Linked DNA regions of Sus scrofa: region 2 is linked to region 1. Evidence: chromatin contacts called from public Hi-C data. All regions are on one chromosome and are shown on one strand. The core of a region is the stretch at or near the end of the contact, and the rest is flanking DNA. Distances in the headings are between cores, read along the strand shown. Region 1 holds the start of NDUFS7 (NADH dehydrogenase [ubiquinone] iron-sulfur protein 7, mitochondrial). Region 2 holds the start of CNN2 (calponin-2).

What was found. Hi-C and Micro-C count contacts between places; a contact is called where the count stands out from the background.
Region 2: a Hi-C map of liver shows a contact between it and region 1, with 2.1 times the contacts expected there. The contact joins the promoter of CNN2 here to the promoter of NDUFS7 in region 1. A contact is called at or near these places in 1 of 5 promoter capture datasets (fetal liver) and 2 of 47 Hi-C or Micro-C datasets (liver and subcutaneous adipose tissue).

The regions. Positions count from the first base shown.
Region 1 is chr2:77,085,743-77,088,724 of Sscrofa11.1, forward strand. NDUFS7 (NADH dehydrogenase [ubiquinone] iron-sulfur protein 7, mitochondrial) reads right to left here and starts at 1,399. Exons shown (of 8, transcript XM_005661401.3): 1 at 1,243-1,399. The coding sequence starts at 1,384. TRNAN-GUU (a tRNA gene) reads right to left here and starts at 1,589; the gene lies at 1,516-1,589. TRNAF-GAA (a tRNA gene) reads left to right here and starts at 1,711; the gene lies at 1,711-1,783.
Region 2 is chr2:77,383,969-77,386,857 of Sscrofa11.1, forward strand. CNN2 (calponin-2) reads right to left here and starts at 1,626. Exons shown (of 8, transcript XM_003353959.3): 1 at 1,471-1,626. The coding sequence starts at 1,533.

The DNA.
Region 1 (2,982 bases), core at 149-2,648:
TGCATGTGGCTGACCCTTCTCATGGGCCAGGTTTTGCCTCAAATGCCTGGATAATACAAGCCCCCCAGGCCCTCTTGATCCTGTCACCCTGTTCTATCTCCATTCACATGTTCATGTGTGGTGCAGCCTCCCCCTTGATGCTAGGGCTCCCTGTGTCCCCCAGTCTCTGTCTTAGCCTTGGTCAAGTGAAGGAACCCAGTGCCACCAGCGAGGCTCCAGGTCCCGGGCTGGGAGTTCTGGGGTTTCAGAGACTGGGCACTGAAGCCAGGTTACCTGCGCAGCCCCAGACTCTTGTGCGGAGCTGGACCTCTCTGAGCTCAGCTTCCCCACCTGAAAATTTCGGGCTCTGGATAAGCTCACGGCACAGTAAATGCCCTTCACCTCTGAGGTGAGGGAATTCTAGTCTCTGGAATCAGACATTCTTAGGAAGAGGCCGCTGGTGAGGACTCAGTAGACTGGCCAGTTGGCCTAGGAAAGAGAAATACCCTCTTTGTTGTTACTAACATCTTACAAAAAATTGGCTTTTCCTTAAATTCTGAGTGTAGTCGACAAACCACAGCAGCATTAGTGGGATCGAGGCTGGTTTGATGCCGAAATGAGGGTGGTTTCCTAACTGTGAAATAGAGGCTGCAGCCATCTTCGTGTAAAGGAACCTGCCCACTCCTTAATCCTTCAAAATCGTGGCAGTAGGCACACAGCCGCTAGAATTCGGCCTTCAAGGCAGTATCCTGACAACTGTCTCCTAGTATAACTGCTTTCCTCTGCAACCCTGGGGATTCCTTCCTATGCATTTACTCTCTAATTGGAGGAGGAAAAGGTCCCAAAGCAGCCCGGGTCAGGACGCCTGCTCTGCGGGTGACCGTCCCCTTCCTGGAGTGGCAGGGTGCCCTGGGATCGCGCCTCTGCCTGGCCGGGCCGGGTGACCTCCAGCGTTCGCGGCTCCTCTCTGGGCCCCAGTTCCCTCGCCTATCGCGGCTGCACACCCCGCGCCGCCTCTTCCCGGGATCTTCAAGGGCAGCATCCCAGGCCTCAGTTCCCTCGTCTGCCGAGGCTGCACAGCCCGCGCCCCCTCTTCCCGGGATCTTCAAGGGCAGCATCCCGGGCGGAGCCTGGACCCCTTTAGTCCTTACCCTGGCGCTCTCCCGAGGCTGAGAGTTTATGTCACCCCCGGCCTCCACATCCCCGAGGAGAAGGCTCCCCGAGCGAGCCGCCACCCCGACCCCGCCGCCCGGACCAGCTCACCCGCCAGCGCCGCCATCTCGGCCTCGGCCTTCAGACAACCTCTACGGTCCGTCCGCTGTAGCGCTCCGGGTATCCGGGGCCGTTGCCCAAAGCGGCTCGGCCGATGCGCAGAAACCGGAACCTGTGTGGAGACGTTCCGCATCCGTGCACCCCCCCACGCGTCCCGGGACACCCCACGCAGGATAAAAAAACAGAGATGCGGCGGGGAGCATCTCGGAAAAATTCAGGAGCTTAGCCAACTTTCTTACTCGGGAGGCAAAACAAAACGAAAACCGTCCCTGGGTGGGCTCGAACCACCAACCTTTCGGTTAACAGCCGAACGCGCTAACCGATTGCGCCACAGAGACGGCGCTGCGAATAGTTTCTAGGTGCAACCCTACGAGGCATGCGCGTCCCGCTTTGGCAGCTCGAGCGACAGCCAAAAGCGGCACGGGGCGGAGTTGAGGCGGAGGCGACCCCTGCCGCCCAGCCGAAATAGCTCAGTTGGGAGAGCGTTAGACTGAAGATCTAAAGGTCCCTGGTTCGATCCCGGGTTTCGGCAGGTGTTTTGGCACCCGCCTCCCCGCCCCCCAACGAGCCTCGTTGTTGATCCAGCTGCCCTCAGCTCTCCCTTACCCAGAAAGGGTCGATTTTGACTTTTCCTTCTCAGAATATTCTCCACTCTGTAGATGAGGAGCTCAGCTGCTGGTTTATGCCAACGCAGGAGAACTTAACAGCACAAGGTCTCAAACTGTAACCCCCGCCCAAAAAAAACTATGATTCCAGCCCGAATGCCCCCCGCCTCCGTCCCGTTTCACCACCCCAATTTCCAATACTTTTTAAGTGGTAGGACTAGAACCCATGCTTACTGTAAAAACGAACATTATTGCACACCTAAATTGGCAAAACGGAGTCTGCAAAAACACCGGCCCCTTGGAGGTCGTTTAATTGGGACAGTCCTGCTGGGGACCTGTTCTGTCCGTTTTACCTGTGGGGAAACAGGATCGAACTGGTGAACGCGGGTGATGATAGCAAAGCTGTCTCTGGGCCAGGTGCGCAGGGATGCTGAGCCAAGCCCTGCGCCCGAGGTCCTGAAAAGAGGAGATGGGGTGCCGGGAGGTGTCACCGTCCCCATGACAATCACAGGAGAAAAGAACAGGGCACAACCCGACTCCCCTCACAGTTCCCTTAACTGGCCATACTGTGGAGCTGGACTTTTTTTTTTAATTACATAAACTTTGTAGTTTAGAATAGCTTGATTCAGAGAGAAGTTGCAAACATAGTATGGGGCGGTTCCTCTATTCCACACCCAGCCTCCCCTACTGTTAACTTCTTACACTGATGTCAATTCATGACCAATGCGGATCTATCTTAAAGGACAACTCAAGTTAGGCCCCTCTATTCAGGTTCCTGTTTTCCACTAAGGTCCTTGCCCTGCAAGCCCCTGGGAGCCGTCCCGAGGCCCGCACCCCGACCCTCACCCCCACCCCACCAGCCTGCAGATGCCACAGCCCCGATCCACACGCCACTGCAGTCCTTAAGAGACAGCAAAGCAGCCTAGCTGTCCTTGAATTCCCCCAGGTTTCCAGCCTCCAGGGGCCGGGCTCACTGGTTAGGAGGGGGTCAGTAGTCAGACTGATGGCACGATGGGGAGAGGAAGCAGATGGGGGAGGCAAGAGTCTGGGGCAGCACAGGAGATCGCTGAAACCAGGGGCCCACCAGAAGCAGGTCTGCCAGGACAGAGTGACCAGAGGGCCAGTG
Region 2 (2,889 bases), core at 376-2,875, 300 kb after region 1:
GTGCCCCGCCCATTCCCCAGACCTGCAAACTGAGGGCTGGTCAAAGGGAGCCTTCTGACCTCATCCTGACAGAGCAGGTATCAACCTGCCCCCATCCCACTCCATCTCAGGAAGCTGCCACCCCCCACCCCCACCCCTCTACCAGGTACTACGTCTTCACCCACTTTCTGCTGCCTCAGGGGCAATGCCAGGCTTGCCCAGGAGGATCAGTGTCCATCGGGCTAGGTTCCAGTCCTCACTCGGCCACTGGCCAGCTGTGTGGCTCTAGGCAGTTTGATAGATTTCTCTGAACCCCATCTGTAAACCAAGGGTCTTAAAGCAGCTTGGTGCTGGGTGGGGCACATACAGGTCCCCCAGCCCCTGGCATTATTGCCAGAGTGGAGACTGGTGTGTTTAAGGGGGAATCAGGAGCTTGCTGAGTGACCACACCTGGTACCTTGGCTTCCTGCATGGACCGGAGGGAAGCTCCAGGAACTCAGAGAGGTGATGTGAACTTCCCCCTGCCCACGGGCGCTCCCGAGCCCTGCAGTGCTGACCGGGCAGGGCCTGGGGCTGGCAGGGCTGTCCTCTGCATGCCCAGGCAGGCTCCCAGTGGCCCAGCTGTGTGGCCACATTCCCAGGTGGGAATGTGGGGGATGGACAAGAATGACACACTTCCCTCCAGCTGGGTAGCTCTTGCAGGTCAGGACTAGGACCATCCCCTGGGTCTGGGGTCACCCTCTGCTCCTCTTTCCCTGGACGGGCTGACCCTGCTGTGTAGCCTTTCAAAAGTGCCTGCCCCTCTCTGAGCTGGAACACAAGTGCTTTCTTAAAAAGTGTCTCCCCTGGCCCCAGCTCTCCTTTCCAAGTTACAAAACCCACATCTAAAGGTCACATTCAGGGGACCCACATGGGTCCTGAGGACCCCTATGCTATCCCCTTAAGCCTGTCAGATGGGGACAAAGAGACTGGTCCAGGAGGCCCCCTCAACTCCAACTTCCCCTTAGTGCCCCACCTCCCAGGTGTAAGAAGTCGGGAAATTCCTGCGGGGGCCACACCCTTCTCAAAAAACACAGGCCCGCCCCCTTCCCCTCCCCGAGGTGAAGTGGCCCCAAAAGCAGAAGTGCGGGAGGGGGGTAAGAAGGGGTTCCTGGGGTCTCCTCAGACCTTCAGGGCACTCGCAGGCCTTGAAGCGCTGGAGGGGCCCAAGGCTGGGGGTTGAGAGGGGTGGATGGGGGGCTTCCGACGGAGGAGGGCTAGGGGAGCAGGGCTGGAGCAGGGCTTCGACCCAACCACTCCTAGAAGTTGCGGGGTGCCAGAGCACAGAGTTCACTGCTCTCCCAGAGTTGAGGGAGCCTCGGGGGCACCTCCAGATGTTAAGGAGGAGGAGAGCCACCCCAAATGCTGGGGAGTCCGGCAGAGTGCCTGCCCTGCAGCCGTGGAAGGGGCGACGGCCTGGGCTGGCGGGGCGGGGGGGCTCCCCTCACTCACCCGGTTCTTGACCTCGGCCGAGAGCCCGTACGAGGGCCCCTTGTTGAACTGCGTGGAGCTCATTGCTGGCGGGTACGGCGGCCGCGGGACGGGACGGACGGACCGACGGGCAGGCGGGCGCGCCGGCGGGGTACGCGGGCCGCGCGCCCCGCCCCCGCCGCTGATTGGCGCGGGCGCACATGTCCTTATAAGGCCGCGCGGCTTAGGATTCCAGCGGCCGCCTGCTTCCTGAGCCCCTCGAGCGCCGACCCCCCGCCCCGCAGCTAGACCCCATCACGAGCGGCCTCGCTCCTCCTCTGAATCCCAGGGAAACTGAGGCAGGAAGGGACAGGGGCCCCGCAATGCCGAGGCCTGGCACTCCTGCCCTCCCCCTGCGGGGAGCCACTAGACGGCTCTCACCCTTTACCCTTTCGCATGATGATGGGAGGAGATGGGAAGTGGTTGGGGGGGACCCTAATTCCCTTGGAACACCAGTGAAGACCGCCTCTCTGCCATTTAGAGGCGCCTCCCAGGCTAGGTCCCCTTCTGGGAACTGTTGTGGCTGGAAGGTAAGCAAGGGAACTACCACAGGCTCTTCAGAGGAGGCTCTTCACCAGCCATTGGTGCTGGGGCTTTGGTGGATGAGTAGGAGTCTGCCAGTCCCAAAGGGATTAGTGTTCCTCCTGGCAGAACAAAAAGTGCAAAGACCTAAAGGGGACGTCAGTGGTTGAAAGAATGTAGAGACCAATCAGATAGGTTGAGGAAGGAGGCGGTGAGAAGGAGCTTTCAATTGTGAGCTGAGGGAAGATGAGGAATGGGGATGGGGTGGAAGAGCAGAGAGTGGCAGTCAGGAGATGTCTTGAGGGTAGGGCTGAGGCTGCCAAGGGAACCAGGCCAGGCATATACCTGGCACTCCATAGTTGCTGCCTGCTTGTACAGATCAGTCAATACATTGATAATGGAATAAACGAATTAACTTCTTCAGTAACCCACTCATTTGCACACCTATTCATTCATTCATTTATTTATTCATCCAATCATTCATCAAAAGCTCCCTGACAGGGCCTCTGGGGCAGTCCCTTGCTAGGTGATAGTGGCTTCCAGGAGACCTTGGCTCAGCCCCTGTCCCTCCCTGGGAAGACAGACCCAGGCATAGACATAACTGCATGTGACTTGGGGTGGAGGAACCTGTGGAGGAAGTGGGTGCCCTCTGGTGGGGTGAAGGAAAGAGGCATGTAAGAGAGGACGTGGGAGGTGGGGTTTTAAAGCATGAGCAGGAGTCTGACACATTTGACAAATGGCTGGTTGGGCTCTGTGAAGGCCTAGAGATGATTCACCCTGCCCTTCCCTGGAAGCACTGCTCCCAGGCGCCCCACTCCCTGGATGTCTATTTGCTCTTTGCCTGTCAGTCTCCCATTCCATCTATGTGATGACTCCTTT